Regions from separate parts of the Sus scrofa genome. Here region 1 is linked to region 2. The links are chromatin contacts, called in public Hi-C maps. All regions are on one chromosome and are shown on one strand. Each heading gives the region's core, a stretch centred on a gene start, on an enhancer-like site or on the middle of the called end of the contact. The rest is flanking DNA. Distances are from core to core; before and after follow the strand shown.

Region 1 (2,700 bases), core at 40-2,539, 410 kb after region 2:
GTTTTCTTATTTTATAGATGGGGAAACTGAGACAGCAAGATTTATATTTTAAAATTCTGGCACAAACTATTAAGTATAAAATAAGCTACAAGGGAGTAGCTTTTGTGACTCAGTGGGTTTAGAACCTGACCGAGGATACGTGAGGATGCAGGTTCAATCCCTGGCCTCACTCAGTGGGGCTGGAAGCTGTGATGTAGGTTGCAGATGTGGCTGGGATCCAGCATTGCTATGGCAGTGGTGTAGGCTGGTAGCTTCAGATCCCATTCAACCCCTAGCCCAGAAACTTCCATATGCAGCAGGAGCAGTCCTAAATAAAGGGGAAAAAAAAGCTACAAGTATATATTGTACAACAAGGGGATATAGCCAATGTTTTATTGTAATTATAAATGAAGTATAACCTTTAAAAATTGTGAATCACTGTATGGTACAACAGTAACTTATATAGCATTGTACATTAGATATACTTTAGCAAAAACAAAAAAAGTTCTAGTCTTTATGGTAAGACTATAAGATTTTTTTTTTTTTGTCTTTTGTTGTTGTTGTTGCTGCTATTTCTTGGGCCGCTCCCGAGGCATATGGAGGTTCCCAGGCTAGGGGTTGAATCGGAGCTGTAGCCACCGGCCTATGCCAGAGCCACAGCAACGCGGGATCCGAGCCGCGTCTGCGACCTACACCACAGCTCACGGAAACACCGGATCGTTAACCCACTGAGCAAGGGCAGGGACCGAACCCGCAACCTCATGGTTCCTAGTCGGATTCGTTAACCACTGCGCCACGACGGGAACTCCGACTATAAGATTTTCATTGCCCTCTTGGAATTTGCTATGCCATCTGAGATGAAACTGGTAGGAAGATTCAGAGTCATCCCACTGAATCTGTAATTCTGAAATCCATAAATAGCTCCATACAGATAGCACGTTAGGAATATATTTATATCAGCAGGGATGTAGAAATTACATTCTCCTGAAAGGTATACTAATTTATTGATTGATTAATGAACTGGTGACATGCATCTTTATAGTACTTTTCTTATTCCTACACATTTCTCCTTCAGAGTTTCTGATTGTTTCCTTTTATGTGGGTCCTTATCCTTAAGCACAGGGAACATCATCTATACTCTCAGAGATTTGTTTGCTTGTTTACTCTTTTTTAAACCAAAAAAAAACACAAAAAAACAAAAAAAACTACTGGCCCTTGTGCATCCTTGGAACCCTTTACCAAGCTCTGTGTTTGGATTAACTACTGACCCCATGTGATATACAGAGCATCTGGCAGCTGAGGTGGAATTTTCAGCTGTCTCTTTGTTATGTCCACAGAAGGAAATGTGAGTTTTATCTTGCTACTCAAGCAGTGGTACATTCCTTTTTTGGTCCATGGAACCCACCAGTCTGATTGTGGACTTATTTTCTGCCATTCCTGTCATCTTCTTAAACTAGTTAAAGCCCAGGGGTGATCTTAACCTATTCACATGAGTGTGAATTCTACTTTGGTCACTTCCTACATAAAACTTACTAGGTTTTGCCAGCAGTGTCTGGTTCATCCTGTCTTGTGTGGTTAAGGGATCCCAGGCAGCTTAATATTAAGCTACTACTGTGGGTGTTTCCCATAGGCAAGTATCTCTTGTCCACAAATGCCCATTTTCCAGCTCTCCATAAAAAACAATTGTTTTATCCTTGTCAAATACATGGGTGTGATTATATGTTGTCCATATCTTACTAAGTCTCAGAATTACAAGAGGGTCTCATTTATGATGAGACAAAGGTGAGTGTTTTAGGAAATGGTATACTGAGATTCCAGTCTCAGTCTTCCCGTTGATTATGGGGTTGTGGTCTAGATTTTTCATTTGCTGTAATTTATGTATATGCAGTAGAAGGCAGCAGAAATGCATATTGTATTAAAATGGTAATCCTAAGAGCCTCCATTTAGGTTTTTTTTTGTTTTTTAAAAATTAAAAAGTTGAAGTATAGCTGATTTACAGTGTTCCAGGTGTGTAGGAAATGATTCGGTTATGCATATGTGTGTATTCTTTTTCAGTTTCTTTTCCACCATAAGTTATTACAAGACATTGAATATGGTTCCCTGTGCTATACAGTAGGTCCTTGTTATCTGTTTTGTATATAGCAGTATGTATCTGTTAACCTCTAATTCCTACTTTATCCCCCTGTCCTTCCCCTTTGGTAACTGAAAGTTTGTTTTCTATGTCTGTAGAGCCTCCCTTTATTAAATACCTTCTAGTTCTTAGCTACTGTGCTATGCTAAATATAGATTTCCTACTTTCATTTTCTCATTTTATCACCCCAACAATCTCATGAGATTGCTGTTGTTTTCTGTATTTTAAAAGTGAGGAAATAAGGCAGAGAGTTTCAGCTACTTGCTGAGGTCATACAGCTGGTAAGTAAGTTGAAGTTGGCCTTTCTTACTTGAGAAGCCTGGGTTCCTGATGTCACTGTGCTATATAGTATGTTGGCTCTTACCCTCCATAGTGTGGGAAGCAGTAGGCTGTTGCTGAGGATTTGTAAAATGAGGGTTGATGGGATTACTGAATGCAGAATGAGACAGCGCAGAGTGGCATTGTTTGGGAAGAAGGGGAACCGTTTGGGGACAGACACTAGGCCTCCTGTGATAACTGCTCCAGTGGGGCTCAGTCCAGTGCAGTGTGGGCTACTGGTTCTCAAACTTGAACCTGCTTGGAAGTCACCT
Region 2 (2,728 bases), core at 100-2,599:
TATATCAATATTACGACTAGTAGAAGATATACAACTAGAGGCTTAGATCAGAGATGGCTCAGCTAGCTAATAACCCTTCAAGGCTTGGAACCTAAGTCCCTCAAGCCTTGGCTACTTCCTCAGACCTAAAGCCAGAAGATACAGTTAACACATTTCCCACCATTGGCAGCTGCACAGAGATTTACTGCCCTGAAACATGCCCACCGCAGCTGAAGAAAAAAAAAATTTTAATAAATTTTATTGGAGTATAGTTGACTTACAATGTTGTGTTAGTTTCAGGTATACAGCAAAGTGAATCAGTTATACGTGCATATATATTATGTATGTATGAAAAGAATGTATGTATGTATAATATATATTAATCTTATAGTAATCTTATATAGTATATAGTACATAGCATACAGTACATCTTACATACATACCTTCTTTTTCAAATTCTTTCCCATATAGGCTATCACAGAGTATTGAATAGATTTCCCTGTGCTATACAGTAGGCCCTTGTTACTTATCAATTTCATATACAGTAATGTGTATATGCCAAGCAGAAAATTCTTATTCATACCCCGCTAAAAGGAGCTTTTAACCAAGTGGGTAGCATTTCATTGTGATGCATGAAATCAACCTTCTCTTTCCTAAATGTGTGTTTGCTTGCTTTCTCTCTGCTCTCCTTGCCAAAAGTAAGCTTCCCCCATGTGTGACAGTCAATAAAGTAAATAATTTTATCTAAATTTTTAGTCAACAAAGTGTGGACAAAGTCGAAGAGGGAATCCTGGTACAAATGGGAAAATGTCCCACCCGAGCTAAACAACATCAATCACGTTCTCCAAAGAGGCTCAAGGTTTCCAAGGAAGAGGTGTTTTCTGGTTTATGACCAGCAGATGGCAGCATAACTCAAGAGAAGAAACCAAGTCTTAGTTTCAAATGCTCCTAAGCTTATGAAAAACTTTTTATTCACATTGCTGGGGTTAAAAATTATGGGCTTCAAATGACAGTGGGTGTACTTTAGAATCTGTTGGTTAAAAAACATATATATGGTAAGTTAAAATTAACTCACTGCAACTTTTGAAAGAATTTATACTTTAATAATCACCCAGAAACTTTCCCATGCATTCGAAATACAGAAAAGTGATAGAACCTCTGAATATTTATGTGCAGAATATTTACATCCACTCCCAAACCAACCTTGGCCTGCCTATGCATTCCCAGACCCTTGTCAGTAACTATATCCCATGGGGTTCTGGGTCCAGACGAGACCACCACCCTCATCAAGTCTTGCTTCTCCTCACTCCCACCCAGCAGCCTGCTGAAAGCTTCAGGAGTCCTGGTCCTTTTAAAAGGGCAGAGTGGACCACAAGTTCCCATTTTCTGCACAGCTAAGTCTTGGAACTCCAAAACCTACTGTTCAAAATCGTAAGGGTTTTCACATGGCAATTAACTTTCTAATACAGAAAACACCATGTAAAACAGAGCCTCTGTGGGAATGGAATATTTCCCAATTAGATAATATTTGTAGTTGTTAAGGGTATGGGATTGAAGTCCAAATGCATGAACTGGGCGAGAGACATTTCTCTTTATGTTAGTTGTGTGATTTGAGCGAGCTACCCAACCTCTCTAAGCTCTTTTCCCCACCTGTAAAAGAGAAAGCACATTTCTTGCCTCCTGGAGTTTTTAAAGGAGATAATCTAGGAAAGGCACTTGAGGCAGCATCCAGCACACAGAAGTGTTTGGTAATGTTATTATCAGCCTATTACCACTGCCATTACCGTCATTATTATCACTAATATCACAATAGAGGATCACTGAACATTGGGAACTCCATGGATGAGATCTCTTCTAGTGAATTGTTTCTGCAGGGAAAAATCCTGGGTGACATCAAGCCATCCATAATGTGCTTGTTTCCAACATTTCTAAAATGTTCTAATAATGGCAAAGCATTTCTTCCTTGGCATTGCCAACACAAGACCTCTTGGCTTATATGAAAGAGCCTTAACAGTGAGAAATCCTGGAGGGAGTTGCCATCCACTGCCAACCACTAGCCTTGGAGCTGCTATTCCTGGAAGTGGCCACTCTCTGCAGATTCCAGTGACTGAAGTGTCTCCACCAAGGGCGCGTGCCTGCATGGGCACTTGAGTGTGTAGATGTTTGTGACCAAGCCTCAGCCTTTTAAAAAAATCACCTGAAAATCTAAATTCCATTCACTGATACTTGGTCCTAACTTTCCTCCCCCAAATATGAGTTTCGTAGAAATAATATTCTCCTTTTTATATCACACTTTCTTTCTCATCCTAAATAACAGTGAACATTTGCTAAGGTCCAGCCCATAAGAGCCATATGGACTAGACTGCCCAAAGCCCCTCCTTGGACTTCCCCTTGGTCCTCTCCTACTGCAGCTGACAATCACAGGCAGGGCCACTTCCCTCAGCCATGTAGGTGGGTACAGCCTGGGGAGGTAAAACCCACACTGGAGGAGAGAATTCCTGGTGATAATTCTTGCACAGAGGTGTTAACTAGGGGGCAGTTTATATCACTGACACTGCACCACCTGGACTATGGAGTTACCTGTCCCAGTGAACCTGCTAAGTATAATTCCAGAAGGGAAACAGCAGGGCTGAATGTGTTCAGCTTAGTGCATCATGCGGCCCAGGGAAATTTTTGCCCTGCCCTCCTTGAGGGCAGTCTCAAGGAAGCATTATTTTTTTATTATTATTTTTTGCTTTTTAGGGCCACA

Evidence for each region. Hi-C and Micro-C count contacts between places; a contact is called where the count stands out from the background.
Region 1: a Hi-C map of omental adipose tissue shows a contact between it and region 2, with 2.5 times the contacts expected there. The contact joins two enhancer-like sites. A contact is called at or near these places in 10 of 47 Hi-C or Micro-C datasets (brain, embryonic fibroblasts, epiblast stem cells and 6 more) and 1 of 2 datasets of contacts at active chromatin or transcription factors (alveolar macrophages).

What each region holds. Positions count from the first base shown.
Region 1 is chr7:87,999,357-88,002,056 of Sscrofa11.1, forward strand. The region is part of intron 2 of AKAP13 (A-kinase anchor protein 13); the gene reads left to right. Among named protein-coding and RNA genes, the nearest start is that of AKAP13, 110 kb to the left of the region's middle. Within about 2 kb of position 1,290, at least 13 of the 83 cell types and tissues checked have an H3K27ac peak or open chromatin away from gene starts, as enhancers often do. A contact at or near this core is called in omental adipose tissue, where this site is marked.
Region 2 is chr7:87,591,157-87,593,884 of Sscrofa11.1, forward strand. All of the region lies in intron 9 of SV2B (synaptic vesicle glycoprotein 2B), which reads right to left. Among named protein-coding and RNA genes, the nearest start is that of SV2B, 170 kb to the right of the region's middle. Within about 2 kb of position 1,350, at least 3 of the 83 cell types and tissues checked have an H3K27ac peak or open chromatin away from gene starts, as enhancers often do. A contact at or near this core is called in omental adipose tissue, where this site is marked.